2 separate regions of the Sus scrofa genome follow, and region 1 is linked to region 2. A link is a contact called in public HiChIP or PLAC-seq data. All regions are on one chromosome and are shown on one strand. Each heading gives the region's core, a stretch centred on a gene start, on an enhancer-like site or on the middle of the called end of the contact. The rest is flanking DNA. Distances are from core to core; before and after follow the strand shown. Region 1 overlaps NEMP2 (nuclear envelope integral membrane protein 2). Region 2 overlaps NEMP2 (nuclear envelope integral membrane protein 2).

Region 1 (5,709 bases), core at 751-3,250, 66 kb before region 2:
TTACTTTGAAAATCAGGAGGAAATTTTAAATGTTATTTTAAAGAAAGATCCTATTCGAAAGCAGTATACAAAGAAATAAAAATGAAAACAAAATTCAGTGTTTATCTATTTGAAGAAAGCAACAAAAATCAGGAAGTTATCCAAGAAATATGTATGTGGTGACTCCTTCGTATGTTCCTAGTCCTTATAACTATGCATATTGAGAACCCACCATGTGTCAGATGTGGATATATATATGGTGTATATATGTATCTATCATTGAAAATGGCTCTAATCTGATGTTACAAATACAGTCTCACCTCTTTGATTTTTCTGATTGATCATTCAGGCATGTATCTACTTGTATCTTCTTGAAGGTGCCCCTACTCCAGGGATTTAGGCAGTCCCTGAGCTTTTGTAATCCTTTCATTGGGCTTGCACAGCCGTACGGACAGAATTGGCTTCTGGGCAGTCTCTGGAGTCACTGCTTCTCACTACCCCTGTTTTGCTGCAGTATCGGGGCCCACTAGATGCGGTGCTGGTCCACTGCTGCCCAAGACTCTTTTGCAGACTGTATGGTTCTTTAGGAGAGGGCAGAGGAGCCCACTCTCTCCAAGACTGCTGCTTGCGAAGCTCTGCTCTTCCTTCATTTCATGAACATTTCCCAAGAGTGCTGGATCCGTGCTGGCCTTGATCATCTCCACACTCCAAGCCGCCCTTATCCCCATCCCAGGGATCAAACCACTACAGTGGCTCTCTTTCATACTACTTTCTGATAGAGTTTAATTTTGTTTTACAGTATCTTTTCTGGATTATATAAATTTTGAGTCGTTCCTGTTCTTCCAACCTCTCAGTTTGCCTAACAGTCGAGGTTTATTTGCCTAAGGACTATTTACATTGCTGAGAAGTTTCCTGTGGCAAGCTGCCCAGATGCTTACGATCCAGATCCTCTGAGCACAAGGGCAGCTACACAAGGCCTCTCTGTGTGCTTCGTTGTCGCCCTCCACTCCTACTCACACATACTATAGATGGATAGGCGTTTTGAAGAACTGAACAGTCCACCTTCCTTGTATGCTAAGGTCAAGAAAGAGGGAGGTTACTTATAAGCAACCATTTTTTCTAAGAGTGGACACCCAGAAGCAGATGGACAGTGCAAGGACAATGAGAAGCAGGAAATGATGTTGTGAAGAAGTTAGAATAGTCTAGGCCTCCCACACGGCACATCAGTCTAACAGCTAGGTGTCCTGTCTGAGGAAGAAAGGAGGACTCAGGTGAGGCAGGTTCCCCAGTGCTGCTTGTAGCAGTGCGATTGCTCATTCTCTGCAGCCCGCCCACTCCCACCCACACCCCAACCCCCACCCCAAGATCTAGGCACCATCACTCTGGCTCCCCACCACCCCCTTTGCATTTCTTCTCACTTCCTTCACTTGTCTCATACCCTTCTCAGGCACCCAGTGGTCTCTGGATGTCTGAGTTTGGTTTGTTTCCTGACAAGAATATGATCTGATCCAAATGTGCCTGGAGGTGTTAGGGTTGCAGTGTGCTACTTTTTCAAAGATGTGCACACCTGGAGATTGACCAACATACTAAGCACCTGCTGCAGGACACACACTAAGTCTGTACTGTACTCAAGAGAATGTTAAAATAAATCTCAGCCCTAAAACATGGTCTAGAAAGAGAAATAGACATGTAAAAGAATAATTGCTTCTCATTATAAGCCACATAGTATAAAATGTGATGGTTCTGCCTTGCATGGGCACAGGGGGTGAAAGTCATGAGGCTCACAAGAAAGTGACAATTGGACAGGTCTTGAAGGATGAATTTAATAGACAGGAAATATGGGCACTCCCCAGCAACTGCAGAGGCAGTGAAACAGCATGAAGCAAGAGCAGTGAATTAGGGCAATAATTATAAAACGAAACATAACTGCTTACAAATGACTTCAGAATGAAATGTGAATAGGGCAGAGGCAGAATATGAGGTTGCAAAGACCAAATTATGCAGCTTCCTCATATGATACTCTAAGCAACGTGACCTTTATCCTGTTGCTGTAAGTGCTCATCTTCAATGAGTGCGAGAATCAGACTGGTAGTGTTAGATATCAGAATCATGGTTACGGAGTTCCTGTTGTGGCTTAGCAGGTTAAGAACCTGACGTAGTGTCCATGAGGATGCAAATTTGATCCCTGGCCTCACTCAGTGGGTTAAGGATTCAGTGTTGCTACAAGCTGTGGTGTAGGTCACAGATGCAGCTCAGATCCAGCATTGCTGTGGCTGCGGCAAAGGCCTGCAGCTACAGCTCCAGTTCAGCCTCTAGACCCAGAATGTCCATATGTGCCCCAAGTGTATCCCCTAAAAAGAAAAAAAAATAGTAGTTACAATTAGGGGAGAGGACAGTCATTAGAAGGAGAACAAGCTGGACTTCTAAAGTGTTGACAAGGTTCTCTTTCTTGTTCTGGACTGTGGTTGGTTATGTGGCTGTTTGCTTTGTGATAAATTAGAGATCTGCATATTTATAGTTTCAGTACTTAATTTGTGTTATACTTCTCATTTGTTAAAAAAAAAATTTTTTTTTTAAATCAAACTGGGTACTTTGTTGAAAACACATATTCCTGGAGCCTCACACTCAAGCATCCTGAGTATAAGCCTGGGCTGGGACTTAGGAATCTGCATTTTTTTAAAACAATTACCTTGAAGGATCTGAAGCCAAAAGGGACCCCCCCCCCCCGACCAAACTTTGAGAACACTGCTTGGGCTTCTGAGTCATCCAGAAGGTTTAAGCAAGAAATTATGAACAAAGATTTGCCTGTCTGAATGTGTTGGATTAGGGAGAGGAATAAGCTACGGAGAGGAATAAGTTAGGGAGAGGAATAAGTTGAGGATGGCTTCTGTCTTATACCCAATAGCACTTGCAGGTCCCAGATCCCATTCCCTTTGTGCTTTTGAAAGAGATGTGGCAGATAAGATGCTAATGATATGTAAGTACTAAATGTATTTTTTGAGCTGTGTTTTCATTGGAAAGCTTCTTAAATATGAAAAAATTTGACCCAGTACATTAATTTCTACTAGCCAATTTTAAGGCATGGAACAAACCCCTAGAGCAGATATTCTGGGGGAAAAGAGCAACTTTCTAGAATTTTTTACATGAGTGCATTCTCAGCCTATGTGTAATAGTTGTTCAGCTACTTACCCACCATCATTATGTCATGTACTTAGTGATGAGTGATTTGCATGGATGCAGCTAAATTCTTTTTCTTGTGCCCCTCTATAATCAGAGTGATATATCTGTGACATAAAGCAACCAACATGGTATTCTTACAAGCCCTAATCCTTATGGGGAAAAAAAAGACAGATTTTGTTGCAGAGTTGTTTTTCCTTTGGTGTTTACGGGGTTGGAAAGAGAAAGGGGAAACTTTACTTGGTTTTAAACAGAGAATGGGAAAGTCTAAAAATATGACAAAAAATTTGCACATATTTTTCTCCTCATGATTTAAGTACTGAGGAAATCCCACTAGGTTTTTTAATTGCCAAAATCAATACTTTTTTGTAACCAGAGTCCATCCATTCATTGGATCTGCAAAAATAAAGTCTGACCATACAAAGTGTTGGCTAGGATTAAGAACATAGAGACTCATCTACTTTTGGTAAGGGTATAATTGGTGCAATCACTTTGGAGAATAGTTTGGCAATATTTAGTCATGTTAAAGGTGTGCATACTCTTTGACCCAGAAATTGCACTCCCGGGTATATTCTCAGAACCACTATCTTACATTTACCCAAAAATATTCACAGCATCACTGGTCGCAGTAGTTAAAAATTTGTAAACAACCTACATTGTATCAACGGAAGAATTTATGAATAAATTGTGATATGTGCATATAGTGGATATAGCTGTAAAAATAAATGAAATAGATCTATATAACTTCCATGGGAGAACTTCACAAATACGATGTTGGGTAGAATAGCACGGTGCAGATGAATATATACCGTGTGATGCCATTTATATCTAAGTTAAGAATTTGTGAATACTATTGTTGTGTGGAAAATTACCTTACTGCAACAGAAGCCTGTAAGTATAACAACAGGCAAGCTAGCCAAGAGATCACAGAAGGGCTTACAGACCAGAATGAGATGCTTAAATCTCATGGTTTATTAAATCAATCAAAAAAAACTCAGCAAGAAGCAGGGTGAAAACAGGGTAGGTTAACACATTTAAGATATGGTGTAGGTATACTTAGAAGGTTGACACTAACTGAATCCTCAGTCCTGTTCCTACCTTCTGCATAAGAGTATACTAGAAAAGACTAGAGTTAAAATTTGAGCAGAATGACCGAACACATAGAATGCCTGGGGTCAAAACACACACTTGCTCTACAGGTTTGGGAGCAAGTACATCTAGCTGATAGCTGTAATGTAATTAGTCTGATGAGCAGCTATGGATTTTATCTTGCATTCATTGTGTAGAGGATGTGAGGAGCCAATGGTCAGCCGAATTAAGACCTCATAAATAGGGAATGCCTCTTATGCCTCCTGCACCTTCAGTGTGTCATGACTATTTGATGATTCACAGCCTCATATATATTTAGCATATCATGGCTATTAAGTATCTCTTGCTCTTTCCATCCCTTTATAATAAATGTTCATTATACAAATGCTTCACTTACTTCTTCTATGTCTAACATGTCTCAGAAGTTACTGACTTACTTATCTTACATATTTTACAAAATCTGCCTATCTCCTAAGCTGTTTACTTTTTTTTTAACCTGTCATCATATATTTATTTACGTTTAATGAAACTTATTCCAAGGAAACACTAGTATCTATGGGCTTCTTCCAAACATAAAATCCCATGTTTAGGTGATGAAGAGAGTCTACTTTATGTCTCTAAGGCATGACAACTGATTTCCATTGTTGCTTTAATTCTTAATTTCACTTTTCTCCCTGTATGTTCATTTCTTTTATTTTCTAAAGCAGAAATGAATATTCTTTTTAAATTGAAATATAGTTAACATATAATAATGTGTTAGTTTCAGGTATACTACATAGTGATTTGACATTTGCATACATTACAAATGATCACCACCATCTAGTAGCCATCTAGTCTAGTAGCCATCTGTCCCCATAAGAAGTTATTATAGTATTATTGACCATATTATTATGTGATATATTACATCCCTGTGACTTACTTATTTTCTAACTAGAAGCTTTTACTGCCTAATCCCCTTCACTATGTCACCCACACCCAACCCCTCCCTTCTGGCAGCCACCTGTTTGTTCTCTGTGTCTATGAGTTTGTTTTCATTTTGTTTTGTTTGTTTTGTTTTTTAGATTACACACATAAAAGTGAGATCATATGGTATTTGTCTTTCTCTGACTTAATTTACTTAGCATGATATCCTCTGGATTCATCTATGTTGTCACAAATGGTAAGGTTTCATTTTTTATGGCTGAGTAGTAGTCCATAATACATATATATATGTATATGTGTATATATATATATATATCACACGTATATATCACATCTTTATATATACCATATTATGCTATATAATGTGTATTATATTTATATATAAAATATATTTAAATATATAACATTAAATCTAATATATTATGTATATATATCCACACAAACCATATCTTTATCCATTCATCTGTTGATGGATACTTAGGTTGCTTCCATACCTCTGCTGTTTTAACTATGCTGCTATGAACATTAGTGTGCATATTTCTT
Region 2 (5,598 bases), core at 867-3,366:
AAATAAATAGGTAAATAAATAAATAAGAAAATGGCCAATCTCTCTTCAGAATCTAAAAGAAGAAGAGCAGCACCTTCCCTTACACAACCTCTAAACTCTAATTCTCATTCCATTCCTCGAAGCAACCACACTCAACTTGCAGGTATTTCTTCTGGTATTTCTAATGCTACTTCTAGATGTTTCAAAGTTTAGATATCATCTAAGAATCCCTTCTATGAAAGACATGATTTAGTCTCTTATACCCTCCTCTTATTCTCCCAATGTAGTTATAATCACAGTGTTTTTCTCAGGTCACTATTTGGTTTTTATATAATTAAGATAATGTAAATACTGTTTAAGGCTGAAGCATGTAATATACTGTGATTATATTACCTTTCTTGGTACAAATTTGTTTTCACTGGAATTGATGATCATCTCACTTCATTTGTATGCTAGCTTTTCTATGTAACTGTCAAAAATTTCTCCTCCAGAAATGCAAATACATTCAGATTCATGAAGCAGCGTATGAGTTGCCTGGTTCTCTTGGAGACCTCCTTCCTGAAGCCCTGCGTCCTCTTGAATCAGTCTGAACTTGCTGCTCTCTAGGCTTATTGCAGAGCTGCTGTGCTCAAATCACCTTCACAATGATCATGTGGATTCCCTTTTCATCCAAATATGATGGATCTCCTTTTTTTGGATCCAGTGTCTTTCTCTTTCTTGTTTCCCTTCCTTGTTTTTCTAGATCATATCCTACAGTAGCTTCCTACAAAAGACACATGGCAGGTAAATTTTCTTGTATGAATTCTTGTATGTCTGAAATATCTTTATTCTGCCCTCACACTTAGATAGTTTGACTGGATATTGCATTCTAGGTCTAAAAAAATCATCCTTCATTATTCTTTTTTTTTTTCTTTCTTTCTTTTTAGGGCGGTACCCACAGCATATGGAAGTTCCCAAGCTAGGGGTTGAATCGGAGCTGCGGCTGCCAGCCTATGCCACAGTCACCACAATGCCAGATCTGAGCCATGTCTGCAACCTACACCACAGCTCACGGCAATGCCAGATCCTTAACCCACTGAGCGAGATCAGGGATTGAACCCATGTCCTCATGATACTAGTCAGGTTCGTTACCACTGAGCCATGACAGGAACTCCAAATTGTTATTTTTATTTTCATTTTTGGCTGCACCCTTAGCATGCAGAAGTTCCCTGGCCAGGGATTGAACTTGAGCCACAGTATGGTAGTAACAACACCACATCCTTAACCTCTAGCCAACAGGGGACTCCCTTCATAATTCTTAAGGCTTTTTTGAGTCCAATATTGTAGTTATGAAGTCTGATGCAATCTGATTCCTATTTTTTAATATAAAACTCATTTTTCTTTCTGGGCATTTTTGAGATTCTCTCAATATTCTTGGTGGCCTGACATTGTCGACTTAAAAAAAAAAATGCACAACCTGAAAGTTGAGTGTTAAGTTTTATAGGAGTTAAGCTTGGGAGACAGCATCTCGGGTAGCCCTGAGAAACTGCTCCGAGGAAGTGAGGGAGGAGCTAGGGTAAATGGGAATTTTTGCAACAAAGACCAGGGAGCAGGAACAAAAGAGGCCTGGGCTCACTGAAATCCTTCCTTTGATACGTACCTCTGCTATCAGGACCAGTATCCAGAGTTTTCACAGCCTGCAGGACTCACCAGCCACACCCTTGGAGGTGACTGCATTCACAGATGACCTTTTGACATTCTTTGTTTTATCCTTAACTGTAGACCAGACGGTGGTAAGGTCTATAGTTTCCAAATAGGAAAGGGGGGAAATCAGGATATGATAAAGGTGAGAGGGAGGCACACGCAGCCATGCACACATTTTATAAAAGTTTTTGCTGATCTCCTAGAAGTTACTACCAGTCACAATGAGCAGACCTCACCTTGAAGGATTTTAGTGCTTTTCTAGATAATGAGGAAATGGAAGAATTGGCACATAAAACCTTCTCCTGAAACTATCTATCTGAAGACCTGTTCTTCCAGTCTTCCCAGAGCACTGAGTGCTTCACTCCTGACTTTCACCCTGAGCTCTGAGCAGGGGGTGCTGCGGGCTGGCAGCTTCAGTGGCTCCTGATTTAATCCATGTAGAGGCCAGTGGCAAGTGCCAAACTTCAGTTCCCACACTTATTTCTCAATGACGTGCCCTTTTTACTTGTTGTACTGAGTACGTGGCAGGCACTTTCAGTTTTGAGACTTAGGCCTTCCTTTTCTGGGAACTTTTCTTGGATAATTTGTCTTCCATTTCTTCTCTTTCCAGACCTCTTTCTAGTCAGATATTGTACCTACTGGACTGAGTCTCTAAATCTCTATCTTTTCTTTCTTATTGTTCATCTATTCATCTTTTGGTTCTATTTTCAGCAGATTTCCTTGATTTTATCTTCCAATGTCTCCACCGAAATTGTTATTATATTTTATATTATATTTTAAATTCCCAAGAATCCTTTCTTGTTTTTTCTTTTCTTTTTTCTTTTCTTTTTTTGCTTTCTAGGGTCGCACCTGTGGCGTATGGAAGTTCCCAGGGTAGGGGTCAAACTGGAGCTACAGCTGCCGGCTTACGCCACAGCCACAGCAACGCAGGATCCGAGCCTCGTCTTCAACCTACACCATAGCTCATAGCAACACCGGATCCTTAACCTACTGAGCGAGGCCAGGGATCGAACCCGCATCCTCATGGATCCTAGTCGGGTTCATTAACTGCTGAGCCACAAAGGGAAGTCCCCTTAATGTTGTTTTTTTAAAAGCATTCTGCTTTTGTTTTCTATATACATGTCTCTCATAGTTTTGAGGCTATAAATTAGCATATAAACAGTATTTTTTTCTATTCTTTATTTTCCTCTGTTTTTCATATTGAGTCCTTTTTTTTTTTAGGATAGAATTTGCTTTATATGACTAGTAGTCTTTTTTTGTCTGTTCATATTTAAGAACAAGGTGCTAGGAGTTCCCTGGCAGCCTGGTGAGTTAAGGATCTGGCATTATCACTGTGTGGATCAGATCACCAGTTTAATCCCTAGCCTGGGAAATTCTGTATGCTATGGGTGCAACCAAAAACATAGAGAACAGGGTGCTAAAAAGCTAATGAGGAACTCTTTATGCCTTTGTGTGTGGATGGGGCTTATAGGGCAATAGCTTCACTTTTGTTTGTTTTGTTTTGTTTTTTTCTTTTTTCAGCCACATCTGTAGCATATGGAAGTTCCCAGAGTAGGGGTTGAATTGGAGCTTCAGGTGAGGCCTATGCCACAGCCATGGTAACACCGGATCCGAGCTGCATCTGTAACCTACACCTCTTCTTGTGGCAATGTTGAATGCTTAACCCACTGAGCAAGGCCAGGGATCACATCACATCCTCACAGAGACAACGTCAGGTTCTTAGCCCACTGAGCCAAAACAACTCCTTGATAGCTTCGCTTTGGGTTGCCAGAGAAAATGTTTTGTTTCCTCTCTGGGTCTGTTTATCTTTTTCGGAAAAGTCCTCTAATTTCTTGCTTAAGGAAGTAACTTTTAAACATTTTTGACGGAAAGAAATTTTTCATCATGTCCAGTCCACACATACTCATTACATATGTATGTATGTATGCATGTATGTATGTTTGTATATACATACATATGCAAAAAGTTTCATGAAACAATATTTAATTTTTCTACCTATGATGCATTCTGTTATTTTCTATTCAGCTTGGAATGTTCTTTAATGTTTGTGACATCTTGAGATGCACCAGTCATACTCTCTGCAATGAGTGCTGCTGGTGGGCAATCTTCAGCTGTCAGCCCCCCACCACCCCCCAAGAACTGCCTCAGTTCAGAGAGTAGACATGCCCAAGTTATACTTCCTGAGATTGGCCCCATCCAATGAGGAGGGCGTATTAGTTTTCTAGGGCTGCCATAACAAAATACTGCAGACTGGGTGACTCAAACAACAGAAATTTATTTTCTCGCAGTTCTGGAGGCTAGAGGTCCAAGATTAAGCTGTCAGCAGTTTATTTTCTCCTGAGGCCTCTCTCCTTGGCTTGCAGATGACCACCTTCTCACTGTGTCCTCACACGGCCTCCTCTCTGTGTATGCATGCCCCTCTGTTTCTTTTCTTCTTATAAGCACACGAGTCACATTGGATTAGGACTTCATTTTAACTTAATCACCCCTTTAAAGACCTCATCTCCAAATGAAGGATAAAGGGTATAAAGGCCTGGCCACCTTGTGCTGATGTGGGACAATTCTAAAGAGCCATTCTAGCTTCAGTATTACTCATGGACTTGCCTAAAGAGGTCTTTGGACCTTGGATCCCAGCTCTACTTCCTCCTTTGTCCAATTCTGTTTCCTTCTACAAGTTTGATCCCAAAGGCATGTCCTGATGAATGTTCTGAACTCTTGCTCTGTCTCAGAATCTGCTTCCTGGGGAACCCAACCCATGACAATGTTTGTTAGGACCCATTAAATGATTTCACAGTCTCCAGTTTGAAAAAGCCTGGCCTAGGGGTTGTCTTCTTGATTAACAGAGCTTTGATTGTGTGGCAGCGGAGAGGACACAGATGATCCAACCATTCCCAGCGCGGACCTCCAGGTCGTTTTGTCTCCTATGGACATGATTTCTCTGATGCCCAGGCCGTTCCCACTGACTGTCTCCAGGAAATACATCTCCCTCTTCCTCCTCCAAGGAGAAGCCTGGCTGCTGATTTTCTGTGCCTGGGGGTATAAGTGTAGTTGACTGTTCCATATATAAGCTTTCAACCTTGGCTTCACACCCCACACCTTACCCTCATTCTCTGCCAAATCTGGTGACTCCAAGTCCTGAGCCTCCTTCAGATTTTTCAGGGTGAAATATCTTGCTTATCTTCAGTATCCTCCACTGCACACACTTTAGACTGTGATTTCCTCTCCCACTGGGCCAGTTAACTTTCCTCCATTCTCTTTCCACCAAATATTTATTAGAATCTCACACCCATTCATAACCCTTCTCGAATCTCTACTGAGAGGAGATATACGCCTGTGTTCCTTCTACCATCTTTAGCTAGAAGCTCATAACTAGAAATTTGTAAGTATTTTTGCTTTGTGTGAAGATATAAAGTAAAATCATATAGAGATCTTACTTAAAAGTTCTTATGAGCCATGAAAAGCTCTAAGACTAAATATGATCCAAGAGAGAAAGTGATAACTACATAAGAGTGTGGAGCCAGCATTGTGGAAATTTAAAGGAAAAAGTAGTTATATTCAAAATAAAGAGTAAAATACTGGTGGATAAAAAGTAGGATAAAATTAGGAGTTCCCATAACGGCTCAGAGGTAATAAACCCGACTAATACCCATGAGGATACGGGTTCGATCCCTGGCCTCACTCAGTGGATTAAGGATCTAGTGTTGCTATAAGCTGTGGTATAGGTAGCAGACGCAACTCAGATCCCGAGTTGCTGTAGCTGTGGTGTAGACCAGCAGTTGCAGGTCTGATTCGACCCTTAGCCTGGGAACTTCCATGTGCCATGGGTGTGGCCCTAAAAAAGACAAAAAAAAAAAAAAAAAGTAGGATAAAATTGGCCTTAAGGTTTAGTGCTGACAAGAGACATTACCAGGGATAGGTAGCAATTTTCCAGTCTTG

Evidence for each region. HiChIP or PLAC-seq counts read pairs in DNA pulled down with a chosen protein or histone mark.
Region 1: a contact with region 2 is called in an H3K27ac HiChIP or PLAC-seq map of alveolar macrophages. The contact joins two enhancer-like sites. A contact is called at or near these places in 2 of 47 Hi-C or Micro-C datasets (embryonic fibroblasts and skeletal muscle) and 1 of 2 datasets of contacts at active chromatin or transcription factors (alveolar macrophages).

The regions. Positions count from the first base shown.
Region 1 is chr15:95,225,327-95,231,035 of Sscrofa11.1, reverse strand. All of the region lies in intron 3 of NEMP2 (nuclear envelope integral membrane protein 2), which reads left to right. Among named protein-coding and RNA genes, the nearest start is that of NAB1, 21 kb to the left of the region's middle. Within about 2 kb of position 2,000, at least 11 of the 83 cell types and tissues checked have an H3K27ac peak or open chromatin away from gene starts, as enhancers often do. A contact at or near this core is called in alveolar macrophages, where this site is marked.
Region 2 is chr15:95,159,564-95,165,161 of Sscrofa11.1, reverse strand. All of the region lies in intron 4 of NEMP2 (nuclear envelope integral membrane protein 2), which reads left to right. Among named protein-coding and RNA genes, the nearest start is that of NAB1, 86 kb to the left of the region's middle. Within about 2 kb of position 2,116, at least 22 of the 83 cell types and tissues checked have an H3K27ac peak or open chromatin away from gene starts, as enhancers often do. A contact at or near this core is called in alveolar macrophages, where this site is marked.